Linked DNA regions of Gasterosteus aculeatus: region 1 is linked to region 2. The links are chromatin contacts, called in public Hi-C maps. All regions are on one chromosome and are shown on one strand. The core of a region is the stretch at or near the end of the contact, and the rest is flanking DNA. Distances in the headings are between cores, read along the strand shown. Region 1 overlaps fkbp15b (FKBP prolyl isomerase family member 15b). Region 2 holds the start of bcl2l16 (BCL2 like 16).

Region 1 (6,295 bases), core at 1,947-4,446, 57 kb after region 2:
GCTAATAGGAGTGATGACAGCAGGGAGCACAGAGCACCAATAACCTGGCATGAGCAGGTGTGCTGCAGCTACTGATGGACACATCCTGTCCTCAGAGAAGCTGCCCTGTGGCGTTATAGCAAACAAACGATTGTGTCCAGTCCCAGTGTTTCTCATCCCTGAAACAAGAATTGTTTCTTATATTCAAGAATTGAGAAGAATGTATCCCACACTACCCAGACCACAATGGATAGCTGACCAACACTAAAAGCTCTCTTTTAAGTTGAGTAGGATATTTTTTAATTTGTGTGTGAGAATTTAAGCAGAATAGAAGACAATCTATGGCGCCATGTTTTTAAACTAGTGACTGAAGGCCTCAAACTGAGATCATCTGAGATTTACAAATAACAATATGGCCATTAGGTGGAGTCACCCTCTTTAACAACTTGGAACATGGAAATGAAGAAACAGAACAACAGAACAACAGAACAAAAATATTATGAGATACAGAAGCATGACGGTATATTTGTATGAGAATACAATAGAAAACACAGCAGGAAGGAGCTGATGGTGATTTATGGACACGAACGTCTCTTCAGTCATTCTGAGGCCTTTTGAACATATTTAGTACAGAAGAATAAACAAACTGGTATTTCAAAGGTACTTTAGTGTGGGTGCTGGCAGTGTATCCAGCTGACAGAGAGTGTCCTGTTGGTGTAAAGGCTGGGGTGGCACCGCTACACACGGCTACACACTGCTACACACTGCTACACACTGCACCGCCTGTGATTCACCAGGGCAAATGTTGTCACAGCAAGGCTGTAAACAGAAAAGGTTCTAGCCGCTGGGACACAAACACTGAATATACTGCAATATACAGTAAATGGAAACGAGGTCACAGCACAGAAGGGATCGTACGTGTGGGGAAGACACTGGACCTTGATGAGGTCACCGGCTCGCCCTGACACACCATGGACACTATTCTGCGGGATGAAAAAGGACTGTTTGTGCTGATATTCAACGGGGACCGAGGTCTTTGATTCAAAGAGCTCTTTGATGTGAAAAGGCATGTTTACTTCAAGTGAACTGTCCAAACCAACCTGGGCAAACAGAACGCTTCATGATGCAAATGACGAGGTCATTCAGGGAGGTGAATCAGACCCCCCCCCTCTTTAAAAGCCCATTCAGCTGATACTTAATGGAAAATTCAACAAAACTAGCGTTTCTGGTTTTCTTTTGTTAGTTGAAGTTGTAATTATTTGTGGTATTGTGTTTATGTTAATGTTATATTATATTATTTGTCTTACATAAATGCTGTTACTGTTGTACGTAGCTACCATAACCGTTACCATTCGCACACCGATAGAAGGAGCTATCATACCCATCAGGGCAGTTTATCATTCACACAGTGATGGGAGGAGCTACCATAACCATCAGGGCGGTTTATAATTCACACAGTGATGGGAGGAGCTACCATAACCATCAGGGCGGTTTATCATTCACACAGTGATGGGAGGAGCTACCATAACCATCAGGGCGGTTTATCATTCACACAGTGATGGGAGGAGCTACCATAACCCCTTTGGACAGGTCACCATTCACACAGCGCAGGAACATTGTTGGCTGTCCATCCCAAGGACACAGCGGCATGCACATCTGACGATGACCTGTGGCCCAAATAGTCCTTCATACCTTCATGGGGAGCAGGTGCTCTTGTTTCTACTGTAGGCCAGAACGCAAAACTTCATATAATACACAACCACCGGGGTATGTTTGATATTGTATGAAGTGCTTTAACTCCAAATTTCAAAACGGATCATCTCTTTATGAGCCTGGAAGTGTGTGTGGGAGAATCGTTCTGACTCATGTTCTACTCAATGACACTTTTAGATAATCCTTGAGTGAGTGACATAATTTAAAATACAACCTGAACATTTAAAAGCTTCAGAAATCCTTTTACTAGATTTAGCATGACATCCAGTTTCAGTTTCATTAGTTTATGAGCAGCTGAGACTTGCAAAGGAAGTGACCACATGGGATGTATACATACCTAACGTTAGATCAAGCAAAGAGTGGTGTTTGTGATGCTATCAGAGGGGTCCGTGGAGGCCTCTTGCGTGTTATTGATGCAGAAACACGTGTACAGTGGACTTTTAAAATTGTGACTGACAATCTGAGAATACAGTCCTGAGTCAAATGAGGTCTGAAGAGAGGGTCGTCCTTTCTGAACGCTCTCTGGCTGCAGCGAATGTAGACTTTTAACCCACCAGGAGAGTCACACTAACGCTGCGTGACTATGCCACCTGGAGAAGAGGAAGCTTATGGAATGCGGTTTGGTGAATCGTGTTTGCAGCTTGTTAGGGGAAACTAAATTTGAAAGACTTCTCTTTCAAGTTTCCCAAGTAGAAGATTTCCCTTCGTGTTGTACAGTTCATGGTGGGCTCTTCTGTTGCTAGGCAACAGTGTAGTTTTATTAGTCTTGAACACCATCTGCTGGTCTCTGGCAGTCATCCGCAAAACTATATATTTTACAAACTAATACAAATTGATAAACTTGATAATGAGAAGAACCCCTTAAATTATAGTCCTTATTCATGGATGTATTTTTCAAAGGTTTCTTGAAATCACTGCAGACAAAAGAAAACTTTATTTTTACAGGCCGAGGGAACAATAAAGCCAAGACCATAATTTAAATGTCATTTATTTGATAGAAGGAATTTCATGTTAGCAAAATTCTGTCAAAGTTCTATTGTGAAAGCAGCGAGCTAATAACTAAAACAGGATTCCTGCTGACTCAACAGACTGATCCGCTACAGTGCAATGTAAAAACAGGGATTGACATCCACGAACAACAGAAAGCCTATCGTCAATCAAACATATTTGTTTTGATTCATCTGAATTACAGGCTGGACTCGTCCCTGTGGCAGCAGCGTCTCTCTTCAGCCCGCTGTCTCCGTCCAATCAGGTTCACTTTGGCCCTCACTTCTCCACCAGACAGTATGAGGTTAGTTCAGCCAGTCCAAATCATTATCCTCCTCATCGTCATCACCAAAGAGAAGGGTAGGAGGGGGGCGCCCCTTCAAGCTCTGCATGCAAACCAAAGAGATGATTTCACTTCACTTCACTTAAGCTGAAAACTACGCACAAGATAAGGGGGGAGATCATTCCTCACCATCTCATCCTCCTCCTCTTCCTCCTCGCTGGGTGCTGCAGGCCGCTTGGCAGGAGTTGTGATCGGGAAAAATGGCTCCTCTCCATTTTCCTCACCCACTCTCCCAGTCAGACTGAGAGAATAGACCAAAAGGGGGTGGTGAAAAGATACGGTAAAGACAAAAAGGAAAATGAGGTTGAAGCAAGCAGGAAGCGGCTGTCCAGACGGGTGGTTACTCTGCAGGGACCTCTGCATGCTTTAGTGCCCAACATGTTACAAGTGTTGTGAAGGGGAAGGAAACCTGCTTGATTCAAATCAACTTGTATAGGCCTATAAGACCGCATCTGACCTTTTCAAAATATTGAAAATGAATCCATTTCCGACTGTACATTTTAAAATGTTAAATGATAAGACTGTACTTGTGTATCTGTCTTCTAGTCTTCATACCACTCAAAGCTCTTTAATATTACATTGTTGTATCGTTCCCACACACTGATGGGAGGATCTACCATACACAGGAACATCTGCCCATCACTATCACACCCTGTGGACACAGCTACACGCGATTAGTGGGGTTAAGTGTCTAACCCAAAGACATGTCGACAACCGGATTGACAACCGGATTAGAGCCAGAGTTACAGCCACCAAGTAACAGCTATTGTCGAGCCCTGGGCCTCAACATCTGGGGAGCCGGGGCGGGAACAACTCTCCAGGTCCATTGTGACATTTGGAAAGGAGTAATACGAGGCAGTGCTTCTCTTCCATTATAACCCTCCTTCCTTACCTACTACTTCTGACTGTTGATCACACACACAATCCATCTGGTCAAGCTTCAAGTAATGCATTTGTGTATGGACCAGCGTCCTGTGTGGAGCTCCTGGTAGCTATGGGCGTGGCGTAGGAGTGAGACAACACAAAGTGGCGACTGCTCATTCCAATCGACACTATTGGATGTATTGTAGTTTAGGAACTGGGTAGTATTTTTTTTAATTGAAAGAAGAGCAAGATGACACCACAGGCTCTCCGCCATCGAAAATACCTTTTTACTCTTTTGGTTAATGTTCGATTGACAAATGTTTTATCAACTCCCCTCTCTGTCGTTTTCCAAACAGTTTCCAATGACAGCTTCTCAGACAGTTCTATGTACCAAACCATCCGGCTACTCAGGTTAGCCATTTCCCAGTAGCCCTGAAAGCTACAGCTATTCGCCCACTCAGAAAAATATAGACCCCCAAATGAACAACATCCAACCTCCCAGCTGGAAGTAAAGCCACCACAAAAAGGCAGAGAACTTTAAGAGATGGACCACACTCAGACGGCTGCTGATGATCACAGTATTGGGTCAAACTGAGCCTCTATCAGACTTTACTGACAGCGCGTATGAGGACAGAAACCGTTGATGCAGCACTCACCTTGTGTCCTCTCTTGAGCGGTTTGGGGGTGGAGGAGGGTTGGTAGGAGGTCCAAAGGCTTTCTGGGAAGCCCCATGCATTTCTTCTTCCTGGTCTCCATTTATTTCCAACACAGTTTCCTGTCCATCATCAGGTGGTTTTCCCTCCATAGAGACTTCAGACTCGGCAGTCTCCCGCAGGACTTCAGACTCGGCAGTCTCCCGCAGGACTTCAGACTCGGCAGTCTCCCGCAGGACTTCAGACTCGGCAGTCTCCCGCAGGACTTCAGACTCGGCAGTCTCCCGCAGGACTTCAGACTCGGCAGTCTCCCGCAGGACTTCAGACTCGGCTGTCTCCCGCAGGACTTCAGACTCGGCTGTCTCCCGCAGGACTTCAGACTCGACAGTCTCTTCCGGCTTCGGTTCAGTGACCTCTAATGCTTCCGTCTGGCTTTGTGTCTTTGACTCAGTTAGTGTCTCCGTCTCCTTCTCTGCTGCTCCTTCCTGATCCATCTGGGTCTCACTGACAGGAACTGAATCGGCCTCATTGTGTTTTTCCTCTCTGACTCCTTTGTCACCATTCATATGTACATTGAGTACAGTCTCCTGTCTGCCTTTCACATCAGCACTTTCTTCTTCCTCGCTGTCCTTACTCTGTCTCGGTGAAGCTCTGTCAGTGCCAACCAGAAGCTGCAGGGTTACATTCTGGAATACAAATATCCATATGATTAAGGAAACGTCATTAAGGCATAAGAACGGCACTGGTGAGTATCACCCACTTAGTGAATACAATGACGTGTGTGAGTACAGTAGCTGAGTGTTACTGCCATCCAAATACTGCAGTTGGGCTCTGAGGAGAGACCACTGTACCTCTGGTTTGAAAGTGAACCTCTTACTCCGTTTGCTAGTTACTTGACCTGCCTGTAATCATCTTGAGAATTTCCTTTGAAATGTATAAGTCACTGATGGAAGCCCCTTGGGGGAGTATTATGACCTTGATCTATGTTCCTAAATTCCCTGTTTGTGGAAAAACACACCTGCAGTTACAGCTTATCACTATAAGAGCCTGGAACTTTGCATTATGGCTTTTGTTATCATTTGACCGGTTACATATCTAAATGGTGCAGTAAAATAATTGTGGTTCTACACCCAGGGGTGGTCAGCTATAACTGGGTTTTACTTATGTTATAAAAATCACAGAGTGTAATCATCAAGGCCTTCTCTGTTGGCTAAAACATCAAGAAATTATTTTTTCATTTGTATATTTTTTTTCTACAAATATGTATTCCACAATTCGAGGTAGACTATTCTTCTAATTGTACTGCTTTTGGTTTGGGTGCCCTGCTTTCAGCCTCAGGTCAGGATTTGGGGGCAGTTAGAGCTTTTATCGAACCACACTTTAGCCGCTATGTGTTATAGAGTCCTTGAGAACCAACAAAGTGGGCACCTGCAGCTTAAAGTGAATGGAAACCCAACAACCTCAGCATGTGCACTCCTTTGGATACATAGTAGACAAAGCAGAGCCATGCAGAGCTGGCAAACTGAACCTGAAGACTGTGTGGCGACCCAAACGAGCTCATTTATGGCATCATAATGGTGGTTTTTAGAGGTGGAGGGAAGACCGTGTAGAACATCACTGAAGGCCTGGGTACACACACTCCCTCTGTTTAGTATTTAGACTGATGCCCCCTTGTGTAGAAGACACTTACCTTAATAGTTGTGACTATCAGCCCCAGCACAGCCTGCCCACTGTAAGATTCTGCGAGGTCAAACTC
Region 2 (5,870 bases), core at 2,307-4,806:
ACCTTCAGTGTGGTGCCTTCCCCAAAAGTATCAGACACAGTTGTTGAGCCCTACAACGCCACCCTATCGGTCCACCAGCTTGTAGAAAACACAGACGAGACCTACTGCATCGATAATGAGGCCCTTTATGACATCTGTTTCCGTACCCTCAAACTCACAACCCCGTCTTATGGAGACCTCAACCATCTGGTCTCTGCCACCATGAGCGGTGTCACCACCTGCCTCCGGTTCCCTGGACAGCTCAATGCTGACTTGCGAAAGCTTGCTGTTAACATGGTGCCATTCCCCCGCCTGCACTTCTTCATGCCAGGCTTTGCACCCCTCACAAGTCGAGGAAGCCAGCAGTACAGGTCTCTCACTGTGCCAGAGCTCACCCAGCAGATGTTCGACGCCAAGAACATGATGGCTGCCTGCGACCCACGTCACGGCCGCTACCTCACAGTGGCCGCCATCTTCCGTGGCCGCATGTCCATGAAGGAGGTTGATGAGCAGATGCTGAATGTGCAGAACAAGAACAGCAGCTACTTTGTTGAATGGATCCCCAACAACGTCAAGACCGCAGTCTGCGACATTCCGCCCCGTGGGCTCAAGATGGCTGCCACGTTCATCGGCAACAGCACCGCCATCCAGGAGCTGTTCAAGCGCATCTCCGAGCAGTTCACCGCCATGTTCAGGCGCAAGGCTTTCCTCCACTGGTACACCGGCGAGGGCATGGATGAGATGGAGTTCACCGAGGCCGAGAGCAACATGAACGACCTGGTGTCAGAGTACCAGCAGTACCAGGACGCCACCGCTGAGGAGGAAGGAGAGTTTGATGAAGAGGGTGAGGAGGAGCTGGCCTAAATCTTTTCCAAAGTTCTGCAGGCTTTTCGTCGCAGTGTAATGTTAAAGTTCTTTCCAGTTTTCAATTCTGTCTGCATTCAAAGTTCTGCTAGTTTGTTGCAGTGATTTGTAATGTTCAAAAGTTCTTTTCTGTGTCTGTCTGCTTTCAATGTTAATAAAAATTCTTCTGCATATGAAGTCTGCCTTTCTGGTTTGATGACGTGCATACATAAAGATGATCGCTGGTGAATGAGGGACCGTGATCGAGGGATTGTTGTGTGCATCACATGGTACATGTAGTTAAGTCTACTCGGACGTATCAATACACATGACAAAGGCTCCTATGATAGTTTCATAGTAAAGAAACTGAATATTGGAGCTGAAAATGACGTTGCGAGTGATCTTGTATATTCTGTAATGCAGAACATTGGCTTTTCTGTAATCTTTTAATTGCCTCATGTGCAGTTCATAATATACTGCGGCATTTTATCTGAAATGGTTTAGCTACATTAGAAGGTGATTATGCGGTTTACCAGCGTTGCTATTTTGTAAACTGAACAAAAAATATGGGCCACAATATGTCCATAAAATCTTCCATTTTAATAAGCTCATTGGTGTTGTGGCAGATCTCTAGGTGGCAGTGCTGGCTAAACCATTCTTTTCCATAAGAGGTAGGTGACGATGCTCGTGGTAAAAGCCATCAGGGTCCAGCAGCACGCCTTCTTCACCTGGTGTTCCAGGCCCTGCGTCTCTCCAAAGCGGGACACAAAACCACTCTGTCGCAACACAAAAGACTCAATTTACGATCATTAGGGATACAGTGAGACTAATGTAGGGGAGGGAATGTTTTACAAAATGGCAAGTCTAAAAATGCATTTTATTTGAAAATGTATGGTTTTGCATCACTTCCATTTGTTTGCACCTAATCCTACATGTTCTCAATCTAATGTGAAAATACATTAATTGCTTCAATGTGGCCTATCAAAGTGTTTCTAATTTCATACATTGTTTTTATTTCCATAAATTATTCCTGTTCCTGGGCATAACCTGATCAAATTACTACTCAACTCTGGGCAGTAAAATGAAGCTGAAACAAATAGTCGCTGTTTGCAACCTTACAAACTGCTAAATAAGGGGATCTGTGAGCATCATGGAGTTAAAGAATATGGGGGGGAACTCTGGGCAATACTGATTTTCCCAAACTGGAATCACAAATGCAGTCCGGAAAAGCACTACACCGCCCGTGAAACAGTTGTATCTGAATCTGATTGAATGTGTGAAATATGTTTTGCAGACCACATATAGTCCTTAAAGCCAGGGATTTCATCAGGCTCGGATGAAAGATGATGGGTTTTTAGTTTAGATTGAGTGTACCGTAGCCATTGCAATAGACTAAAAAATGCATATCTGCCTTGCTCATGCCCCTGATATTCATGAAAGTGCAACTTAAACATCTGCCACCATAAGATCACTGGGTGTCACTGTTTCACCGGATGGGTCAGGGAATTTGAGTCCCTTATTTAAAATAGCTGCATTCAGGGCTAAGTTATGTGGGTGCTCCATAACGTAATGAGAAGCAGCTTGTGTCTTACCCATCCTCCCTTGTCTCGTATCTCAGGGCAGATGACCCTCTCTACATAGGCCCCCACACGCTGTTTGAGCTGTGGCAGGACCACCGCCATGCCTCGCTCATGGCAATGCAGAGCCATCTGGCCAGCCAGCACATACACCGATAACACCGCGCTCCAGGCCAGGCCTCGGCGCCGTCCCCCAGGGACGGGGGCAAAGAAGTGCTCGTCCAGGATGCTCACGAGCATGGGGCAGGCCGTGTTCTCCGTCACGTCCCGGAAGACGCGCGGCCACCGCCTGAAGAAGATGGGGAAGCGGGTGAGAAGCTCGTCCCCGGCATGGCGCAGGGCTGCGGTGCAGGCTGTTGGGGCAGGAGCCATGGAGCCATCTGCCCCCCCTGAGGTTACATAGTCTATGTAGTCGTGGGCCATCAGAAAAGCCTCCCTCACCAGCAGGTCGGGACTGTTGAGGCCCAGTTTGGTCCCCAGCTCCTCCGACTGACACATAGTCGCTTCCAACTGCCGCTTCACTGGCCACCAAGAGGGACTGTCAGTAGAACGCAGATAAGAGCACCATCAGCCAGCAGCACAAGCCTTCTCTCAGTCACATGGGCCTCTCACGCTCTAAACAGCACACAATGGAGAAGAGGAAACATGCATACACACTTGCACCGTTCCGAGGAGGAATCATTCATAACTCACCTCGTCCTCAACACACACGGGTAAAAGAGAAGGTGGCTGTGTCTGTATGTGCTGCGGTCACACTCGACAGCAAGTTCCCTGCTAAATATAGAGCCTTGTTGGAAACTGACACTAATCGCCAACCTTGTATGCACGATCATGGCCGCCCTGACACACAAGAGGAAGGGCAGACTGGGGCACAGGTTAGCTTCATTCGATTCCAAGGCCACGGATGATGTTGATTGTTTCCAGCCTTCTGTGAGGTAGTAACGTTGTGTACATCCCAAAGCACACAATGTGACTCTGTCATTCCTCCCACTCTAACCTCTTCCTTTGTGTTGAATTTAATCCGTTGGCTGTTTCTGCCTTCGATTGACAACGCGTTTCTAATCTGATCTAGCAATTGTGAGCTGGAAACGTGATTATTTTGCCTTTAGCACCTGCAATAATTTCACGGAGTCTTTTAAACAACATATTATAAAAAGCATTCTGGATCTGTAGTTTCTTCCGATATTATTTTCTTCTTATTCTTATTTTTTCTTCCTATTTTTATTAGTGGAAACTACAAACAGCAATATGAAATATTGGAGATTATGAAAAATAAAAAGAATACAATTTTAGGGGTCACGGGACACAAAGCATTGCCTGCTTTCTACGGCAATTACTTCTTTTAATAGCCCGACCTGAAATAATAACAGTAACAATAACTACCACATCACACACATACATGCTTAAATGCATGCTTTGGATGGTTATTTACTGTCAGGTTTGCAGGAATTTAATATTCTCATGACTCATATTGTGCTCCCAATATCTCGGGACGCATTTGTGGTCTTTCTACTAGAAAATGGAAAGCATCTGTTCCCACTGGGGAACTCTGGGAGACCCATCTGCCCCGTTGCGTCACCTGGACGCTGCAACTAAAGTGTAGTCTCTCCCTTTTTTTTTTTTACTTACACACAGTGCTTTCCCTCAGTTGTGTTCATAAAACACCACTTTTAATTATTCCAGTGCTACGAACAAAACCTAATTGCCTCCTTGTGTGAAGTGCAGGAAGTTAGAAACAGATATTCAATTCAATTCATTTTATTTTGTATAGCCCATAATCACAAATTACAGATTTGCCTCAGAGGGCTTTACCCTCTGAGGATATGAAGCGTCAAACCCAAACCTAACCCCAAGAAGACACCTGAGTGAAACAATACATTTCCTTTTTACTCATTCGGTCCTTTAAATGTGCAGGCAAACCAGTATTTCACCACATGGGAGCAGTCATGTATAACTGGAGACACACTCGCGCTGTGTATCTTGGAGTCTGATTGCTCTGCCTGGAATTTGAACTCATATCCACTTGTTTACATCCTCATCAGTAGTCTTACCTCTCTATACATTAAGAAATGCATATAGATCCAGACAGTCTTAGATTCAAGTGAATGTTTTGATGAAGTATGGATGTTGACTGTGAGATCTCCCCCGTGGAATAATACTCAGGCACTCATGAACAAAGCTCCAGTGTCCTTTGAGTGTTTACTCTTCTTTTATGGAATGGCTTCATGCGTCAAACAGGGATCACTCCGATGCTCCGCGTGTGGCATATATGTACGGTGTAAATACGGATTTATAAGCATGATCAAGTGGTATCATTAACAGCTCTGTGTTCTCTGGACATCTGGCGCAGCATACATTGTGAACTGTGCATGGGAGGGAAGATAAGGCTAACCACCCAGAAAGAACCCTACCCACCCCCTGCACACACACACACTTCTGAGTGTGCCAGTGTGTGTGTTAGTGTCAAAGCGCTACTTTTGTGTCACTGCTGAGCCATGGAGCAGGGGAAGTGACATGTTGATAGAGGCTCCTATCAGGCCTCTCACATGTTCATGTGGCAACATCTGCAAACGGGGGGCTTCCTGTCTCCTGTATAAGAGCTTCTTGATATGTAGATGGTTGCATTGCAGAGCAAGGTGCAAGATTAACAGGCAACAGGATGTAATACATGGTTGATTTTCATGATTTTACTGTGAATTATGCTGCGCCTTGAAAACTAGCTTAGAATGAAGAACCTTCAGTTGAAAGGGTTGAAGTTATAGAATGGATGCCTTCTTCCTTCTACCCAGAGAGAATCCACACATCGAACCTAAGACCTTCTTGGTGTGAGGCGACATTGCTCACTGACCACACCACCGTCTTACTTCTGTTCAGAACAATACAATATTACGTTCAATATTGTGATGTTGGGCTATCATTGTGTTCTCAGTTCGGTATGTCAGCATGCTAACGCTGAATTTTACTAACCACAAAGTACAACTGAGAAGTGATTTAGTCGTAACGAAAGGATTGGAATTATTACGTTAGAAAATGTCGTAATTAGAATTATGACTTGTAGGATTATTTGGGAGAACTACATAAGTGAACCATGAATGTCTACAAAAAGCTGAGTGACTGAATAAGCTTTCCCTTGAAGAATGGCTGGAAACGTAGGAATCATTGAGGCAACGTCATGACCTTATTAACCGGTGACCCCCATGGCAGCTTCATCATTTCCCAGAGCAAACAATGCTCTGAAGGGCAATTAATTAGTTTAGTGAGCAACTATCCTGATCCCTTTAAAAGCACATAGCACTTACGAATAATCACAATCTTTACTCATTTTCTCACCAGTAGCCTTCTATGCACCTCCTCCTTTTCACTAACCTGCGGTACCTTGTGACTTTGTACCTTGCTGTTATTCAGTCACAAGGAGGGGGAGGGGGTGGGGGGGGGGGGGGGGTGGGGGGTAGGGTTAGGGACACATAGCAA

What was found. Hi-C and Micro-C count contacts between places; a contact is called where the count stands out from the background.
Region 1: a contact with region 2 is called in a Hi-C map of skeletal muscle, with 1.9 times the contacts expected there. The contact joins the enhancer-like site here to the promoter of bcl2l16 in region 2. A contact is called at or near these places in 2 of 6 Hi-C or Micro-C datasets (skeletal muscle and whole body).

What each region holds. Positions count from the first base shown.
Region 1 is chr13:2,225,500-2,231,794 of fGasAcu3.hap1.1, forward strand. It overlaps fkbp15b (FKBP prolyl isomerase family member 15b), which reads right to left. Exons shown (of 29, transcript XM_040195907.2): 26 at 6,230-6,295; 27 at 4,543-5,225; 28 at 3,152-3,263; 29 at 2,665-3,065. The coding sequence ends at 2,985. Among protein-coding and RNA genes, the nearest start is that of ccn1l2, 8.1 kb to the left of the region's middle. Within about 2 kb of position 3,197, at least 1 of the 9 cell types and tissues checked has open chromatin away from gene starts, as enhancers often do.
Region 2 is chr13:2,167,814-2,173,683 of fGasAcu3.hap1.1, forward strand. It overlaps bcl2l16 (BCL2 like 16), which reads right to left and starts at 3,557. Exons shown (of 3, transcript XM_040195532.2): 1 at 3,093-3,557; 2 at 2,415-2,937; 3 at 1,404-1,598. The coding sequence starts at 3,232. The coding sequence ends at 1,470. It overlaps tubb2b (tubulin, beta 2b), which reads left to right. Exons shown (of 4, transcript XM_040195531.2): 4 at 1-1,020. The coding sequence ends at 843.